Linked DNA regions of Sus scrofa: region 1 is linked to region 2. The links are chromatin contacts, called in public Hi-C maps. All regions are on one chromosome and are shown on one strand. Each heading gives the region's core, a stretch centred on a gene start, on an enhancer-like site or on the middle of the called end of the contact. The rest is flanking DNA. Distances are from core to core; before and after follow the strand shown.

Evidence for each region. Hi-C and Micro-C count contacts between places; a contact is called where the count stands out from the background.
Region 1: a Hi-C map of subcutaneous adipose tissue shows a contact between it and region 2, with 1.9 times the contacts expected there. The contact joins two enhancer-like sites. A contact is called at or near these places in 1 of 5 promoter capture datasets (liver), 10 of 47 Hi-C or Micro-C datasets (alveolar macrophages, brain, heart right ventricle and 5 more) and 1 of 2 datasets of contacts at active chromatin or transcription factors (skeletal muscle).

What each region holds. Positions count from the first base shown.
Region 1 is chr10:14,516,601-14,520,269 of Sscrofa11.1, reverse strand. No RefSeq gene overlaps it. Among named protein-coding and RNA genes, the nearest start is that of PSEN2, 26 kb to the left of the region's middle. Within about 2 kb of position 2,004, at least 17 of the 83 cell types and tissues checked have an H3K27ac peak or open chromatin away from gene starts, as enhancers often do. A contact at or near this core is called in subcutaneous adipose tissue, where this site is marked.
Region 2 is chr10:14,247,337-14,251,148 of Sscrofa11.1, reverse strand. No RefSeq gene overlaps it. Among named protein-coding and RNA genes, the nearest start is that of PARP1, 8.1 kb to the right of the region's middle. Within about 2 kb of position 1,713, at least 10 of the 83 cell types and tissues checked have an H3K27ac peak or open chromatin away from gene starts, as enhancers often do. A contact at or near this core is called in subcutaneous adipose tissue, where this site is marked.

The DNA.
Region 1 (3,669 bases), core at 755-3,254, 270 kb before region 2:
CCCTCAACTCACCTGTTACCTCTGGGATTTCCCGATAAACGGCAAGAAGAAACCAGGCTGCAGCTTCTGCACTTTGCTTGGCCTCCGCCACAGCCACAGTCACAGCAACACAGGATCCGAGCCATGCCTCTGACCTACACCACAGCTCACGGCAACGCGGGATCCTTAACCCACTGAGCGAGGCTAGGGATGGAACCCTCATCCTCACGGATACTAGTTGGGCTCTTTACCGCTGAGCCACGGTGGGAACTTCCTGAAGGTGCTTTTTAGATGCGATACCATCTAAACCAGTAGAACCTGAGTGAAGCAGATCACCCTCCATTATGTGAGCAGGGCCTCATTCAATCAGCTGAAGTCTTCATGGGAGCAGACTGGCCTCCCTGGAAGAAGAGGCATTCTGCCAGCAAAAGGCCCTTTGGACTCAAACGGCAACTCTCTCCTGGGTCTCCAGCCTGCCGACCTACCCTGCAGATTTTGGATTCGCCAGCCTCCACAGCTGCATGAGCCTAATTTCCTTAAAAATCTCCATGTTATTTTATACCCACCCCCCCCACGCCCCCACATCCTATTAGTTCTCTTTCTCTGAAGAACCTAATACCTCATACGAGGCAGCATTCACTTTCTAAGAATCAGGGCTTAGATGCCTTTTTTTTTTTTTTTCCCTTTTATTTTAGGGCCGCACCAGGCTTGTGTCGCTTAGCCCATTGTCTTCCAGGTCCATCCATGCTGTAGCAGCACGGGAACTTCCTGAAGGCACTTCCATTCAGAATGCAATCCCTTGTAAAGCTGAATGATATTCCACCATATGAATGATATTCCACCATATGGATACATTGTATCTATGCATTCATCAAAGGACACTTTCAGTTGCTTTTACGGCTTGGGGATGCTGAATAATGCTGCTGAGAACATGGGGGGAGAAATATCTCTTTGAGACCCAGCTTTCAGTTCTTTGGGGTGTGTATCTAGAAGTGGAATTGCTGGATCATATGATACCTCTATGTTCAGTTCTTTTGAGGAGCTACCGTGTTGTTTTCCACAATGTCTGCACCGTTTCACATCCCCGTGACCATTGCTCAAGAGTCCCAATCTCTCCATCCTTTCCAAGACACTTTATCTTCTCTCTCTCTTTTGGCCTGTCTTTCTTTTATAGTAATGGGTGTGAGGTGTTGTGTACTTTTACTTTTCAATCTTTTATTTAAAGCCTGTTGTCTCTAAAAAAAAAAAGTTTGTTTTGTCTTTTTATGGTCACATCTGCAGTACATGGAAGGTCCCAGGCTAGGGGTCGAATCAGAGCTGAACTGCTGGCCTATGCCACCAGGCACACCTGGTCCTTAACCCACCGAGTGAGGCCGGGGATCGAACCCAAATCCTCATGGATAAGAGTTGGGTTCTTAACCCATTGAGCCACAACCGGAACGCCCAGTAGTAGTAGCCTTTTCTTTTCTTTATTTATTTGTATTTTAGCCTTTTCTAGGGCCACTCTCGCAGCATATGGAGGTTTCCAGGCTAGGGGTCTAATCGGAGCTGTAGCCACCGGCGTAAGCCAGAGCCACAGTAATGTGGGATCCGAGCCGTGTCTGCAACCTACACCACAGCTCGCGGCAACGCCAGATCCTTAACCCACCAAGCAAGGCCAGGGATCGAACCCGCAACCTCATGGCTGCTAGTTGGATTCGTTAACTATTGAGCCACGATGGGAACTCCAGTAGTAGTAGCCTCAATCTCAATGAGAAAAAATGAAAATAGTCTCAATTCTGATGATGATGGAAGGTACTTGTTATTCAAACAGTACACATTACAGCAAGGCATCCTGCAATCACAGGGATGTTAGCAAATGCAGGCAGCGCGATTCTTCCTCTATCCGGAAGCAGGGATCTTAGGGAGGTGGTGTTTCCATGGCTGTGTCCCCCCCTTGAGGCTCAGCCTTCAGCCCTGTGGGTCTGGCCCTTAAGCGGGGCTGGGAAGCAGCTTCTCTCCACTGGAGGGCGTCAGCCTCCTTTGTTCGGATCATTCTTTGGTGATCCAGGGAGGCCTCCATTCTTTTCCCTTGGGCTGGGCCACCGGCCTCTATTTTTAAGCGCTCTATGTTGGCCTTGGGCATTCAGGCCTGGAGACCCCACTGCCCAAGAAACAGCATATTCTTTCCAAGACCTTGGCCGAGACCACCCCCCACCCCACACCCCCACTCCCCAGTCAAGTTCCTGCCAGAAAGCCGGCTGTGAGGGCTGGGTAAGGCAGGTCACGTTTCACAGAGCGCTCAAGGGCTTTGGGGGACAGGGGCAGGGAGGTGAGGGGGAGAAAGAATGCCTCGGTCTCCTCATATGTTAAGTTCTCAAAACTAAAGTGAAATTTTAAAAGAAAAATGCATTTATCTACTTTACCCTTCCTCTAGGGTACTTCCTAAAAAATTGAAAACTGCGGGGAGCCCCAGGAAGCCATCCCCTCTGCTTCCTCCCTGGACTTTGTGACTTCCTGGCAGCAGGTGGACATTGTAAACTTTAAGAGTCACCAGTTGAGGAGTTCCTATCGTGGCCCCGCAGAAACGAATCTGACTAGTATCCATGAGGATGCGGGTTCCATCCCTGGCCTGGCTCAGTGGGTCAGTGATCCGGCATTGCCGTGAGCTGTGGTGTAGGTCACAGATGCCATTGCTGTGGCTCTGGCTGTGGTGTAGGCTGTAGCTCAGATTTGACCCCTAGCCTGCGAACTTCCATACGGCAAGGGTGCGGCCCTAAAAAGAAAAAAAAAAGGCAAAAAAAAATAAAGTCACCAGTTAAAAGAGCAGACACCCAGGCCCCACCCTCAGACGTTCCAGCTCAGTAGGTGCAGGGTGTGGCCCAAGAACCTACTTTTTTGGCAAACACCTTATTTGATTCTCAGGCAGAGGATCCTCAAACCACACTTTGAGAACCTTTCCACAGGACAAGGTCCTCTGACGGCAAACACTTGATCTGAGGGTTCTAGGGAAGTGTTATATCCCAAGTGGGAACCGTCGGTGCAGGAATTCCACGCTAATATCTTAATTAATAAAACTAATAAATTCCATGTTCCATTTTAATATCTTAGCTGGAGACCAAGTTCTCTTGGAGAACCCCAAGCCCCTTGGGCAGCCCCCACCTCAGTTCTAACCCCTGCTATGCATGACCTGCCCCCACCACCACTTACTGCTGTTGATCTATGACCCCCCTGGGCCAGGCAGCCTGAATAAATTGCTTTCATTTATTTCATAGCTCTTGCAAGAAACTTTCCCTCTTGGGATAGAAGCCCCCAGTGACCATCTGGCTATGCCTTTTCCTCCCTAATATAGGAGCATCTTTCAACACCAACTCCAAACACACACACACACACACACACGCTGCAGCTCTAAACAGCTGTGACTATTCTGTAAGCACAGCCCAGCAGCCAGACTATAGCTAATTTTTAGGTTTGTCCCTGATGCCTTCTGCTCTGATGGTACTTGGTAAAAGTTGGCATCAACAAGTTTGAGAATCAGTCACCACCCTACCCATGTCTGGGAGAACCGGATTAGGACTGCTGAACAAAAATCCACTTTGGAGAGCTTGTTGAGCAACAAGTGATTGGGAGGGGGACTCTGGCACCTCTTAGTCTGACAGAAGTGGTGTCTTTAGGAGTTCCCTTTGTGGCTCAGTGGTAACAAACCCCATT
Region 2 (3,812 bases), core at 464-2,963:
TTTCCTTTCTTTTTTCTTTTTTTTTTCCTTTCTTTCTTTTTTTTTTTTTCTTTTTTTTCCTTTTTTTTTTTTTTTAGGACTGCACCTGCAGCTTATGGAAGTTCCCAGGCTAGGGATCAAATCACAGCTGTATCTGCGACCCACGCCACAGCTCATGGCAACGCTGGATCCTTAACCCACTGAGCGAGGCCAGGGATCGAGCCCGCATCCTCATAGATACTCGTTGGGTTCCTTTCCACTGCACCACACTGGGAACTCCCCAGAGTCCATGAGTTTAGACTTTGCGAGAAGGCTCTTTGGTTGTGTCCCCAGGGCACAGTGTCTGGGTCCGGAGAGGGCCCTTGCCCTCCTTGCCCCCTCTGAGGTAGAATCCAGGTAACCAAGCTGTCTGGGGTCGACCTGGCTCCCTGAGTCTGAATCATCACTGGTTTGCCCACTGCTGATCCCCCATACCCAGCCCACGCCTCCATCTCTCAATAAGAGAAAGCTTCTTTCCAGAACACCAGCCCACAATCGTAAAAATTAATCGTGCTCCTACTGGGGCAGAGTAGAGAAAGCAAGGGCCAGAACAGCTGTGTTCTGCCCCACTCAGTTGTCACTAGGTGGGTGACCTTTGGGAAATCACATTACCTCTGGCTTCAGCTGTGAATTGAGGGGACCAGACACAGCTCCAGGATCCCTGCCTGTTTAAAAAGTCCGGGGGCGGCCAGTGGGGGTGGTGGGTTGCTATTATTGTATCCTAGGGAATTAAATCCAACTCAGTTATTTCTCAGTATGTCAAATAACAAATCACACTATAATAGGGTTCTACCGCCATTCAAAACATCAAATCTTAAAACATTAAATTATGTCTGTGTATTGAGTTCTAACTAAATTTTCTGCCCTCCAAAATTGTACAGAAGGGAGAACCACTGATTTTGATGCTATTAAAAAAAGAAGAGGAGTGATTGAACAATAAACCATAACAGTTGAAAAGTGTCTCTGTGCGAGTGCAGTTAGGAAATCTGTACTCTGATTAGAATTATGTAATTTCCAAAACAGCTCTGTTTCATAAACACAAAGGTCCCCCACTGCATCGTAAAGTAACTGCAGCTTGGTGAAGCTATTTCCTTCTTGAATTGGTGAGCTACCTGTGGCTTTATTTTCTCCCCTTTCCTTCTTTATGTTTTCTAAAAGAACAAAGGGGTAAACTAAGATCAGCCCAGTCACTGAGAGCGCGAGGACAGAGATCTTCAGACTAGGAGAGAGGGCATGAGAATGTCCATTACTGCGGCGTGGCTCTCCCTTGAGAAATGAGCTTGCATTTCAGTTCCTGCATCGGCCGGAGACCTACGGACGAAGCTGTGATTTCCTGGCAGCTCTTTCTAGAACATTTCAGTCCCTCGCCACAGAGCCCCATTCCTGACAGAAGATCAGCATCCAGGACAATTTTGAGGGCTCAGAAGGGAACATAATTTTCTGAAGCAATTGCGATTAGGTTCTTTACGTCAGACTCGTGGTTCAAAATAACTACACTTATTTGCTCTGTGATAAATGCACTCAGGAGAAACTGGCCAATGTGGGTGGCGAGGTGCAGCAGCGGCCCGGGCACAGCGCTGGGCACCGACCGAGACTCCACCTGCCCAATGAACTGAGCTTGTCACCACAGGGCTCTGCTCTTCACCAGGCCTTGTTGGACTTGCCCTTACTTCTGTAAAACAATTTTTTTTGGCTGCACCACAGCATGAGGAAGTTCTCAGGCTAGGGACCGATCCAGCACCACAGCAATAACACTACCAGGTCCTTAACCCACTGAGTCACCAGGGAAATCCCTTGCCCCACTTCTTGCTTGCTTGCTTCCTTGCTTGCATTTTAGGGCCACACTCGCAGCATATGGAAGTTCCCAGGCTAGGGGTCCAATTAGAACTGCAGCTGCTGGCCTACACCACAGCCTCACTGACATAGGATCTGAGTATCGTCTGTGACTTACTCCATAGCTCACAGCAACACTGGATTCCTGACCCACTGAGCGAAGCCAGGGATCAAACCCACATCCTCATGGACACTAATCAAATTCGTTTCCACTGTGCCACAATGGGAACTCCTACCCCCACTTCTTCAATGGCAAGTCAAAAATATTTTTATATATGTATATATGTATCATTCATTCATTCAACAAATGTCTGCTAAGTGCCTACCATGGGCCCAGTGGGAGGCTAAGGGTTAAGAATACCAAAGAATTCATGTGTTCAATGAAATTATTTACAAAACAAAAATAGGCTCATTTTAATATATTTATAAATATATAAATATATTTACATATATTTTATATATGCATAAGTGAATCACTTTGCTATACAGTAGTCATTAATACAACATAGTAAATCAGTGATCCTGCAATAAATTTAAAATAAATTAAAAAAAATTCATATGCTAAAACAGACCTACATTGCCAAGTAGGAATGCTATGTAGTTTACTCATTCATTCATTCACAGGGCACTGCAGGTGGAGTAAGGGTAAGACTCTCCAGGAGCAAGTGCCAGTCCTCAAAAAATGTAGAGTTCAGTAGGAAATGCAATTGTCATGATAAGGGTTATTGGGGGGCTGCCTTCCATCCATCCATCCATTCATTCATTCCTAGGAAAGCTGTTTTATCTAAACTGCCTGTCTCAGGGGTCCCTTTGGAAGAGACTATGTTCCAGTGCCGATCACTCAAAAATCCCAGGCCCCCCATGACTCCTTTGGAGGTGCGGCCTCCAAGGGGGTCCTGCTCAGTACTTGGCACGTAGATCTGGTTCTGGGAGGTGGGAGGAAACAAGACTGTAGGGGGCCAAGGAGACTCTTGGGGAAAATAGGCAGACCACCTGCTCACCAAAACGTCTCTGAAATGGTTCCATCTGAGGGCCACAGTCAACAATGGCCATGAGGGCCCAAAAGATGCCAGGGCTGACCATTGGGGGAGGGGTACTGGCTACAGCACAACTGTGGCCTGTATTTTGCCTTTTTTTTTTTTTTTAGGGCTGCACCCACAGTATATAGAAGTTCCCAGGCTAGGGGTCGAATCAGAGCTGTAGCCGCCAGCCTACACCACAGCCACAGCAACGCCAGATCCAAGCCACATCTGCAACCTACACCACAGCTCATGGCAACGCCAAATCCGTAACCCACTGCTCACGGCCAGGGATCAAACCTGCATCCTCATGGATACTAGTCGGATTCATTTCTGCTGCACCACAAGGGGAACTCCTGCGGCCTGTATTTTGAATTAAACAGCTAGATGCTCATGAACATTCCCCGTTTCCCACTGGGGGCCCCATAGAGGCTCTGGGCTCAGGGTGTTCCTTGAGTTCAAACTACACTCCTTCTTGTTGCACGAGGCCAAGGAGGCCATCCTGGGAGTGAGAGGGAGCCCTGTAGTTATCCATGCCACCCCATTCATGCCAGGCACCTGCTCCAGGGCCAGGGACATAGCAGTGAACAAGAACCAGACCCACAGAGGCCCACGGGCACCGCCTTCTGGGGCAGCCACCAAAGTGGTAACAAAACTGGAGCCTTGCATCCTTTCATCCGCAAAGTCATGTGGCTTTTTTGTGTTTCTACAGGTTGCATGCATTGCTTATATAATCAGGGAAAACAACAAGGCTGTTTATATTGTGCTTTTTTTAAAGGAAGACAAGAAAAGGAGGGTGAGGCCCCATGCGGTGGAGGCGGCCATGGAAACAGCCCCTCTCTGCCTCTTCCTGGCACAGATGCCCGGCTTCCACCGCCCACCACAGCCTCCCATCATCATTCCTTCCTCCTCCATCAGGCAGGAGCTTGTTTTTCTCCAGTC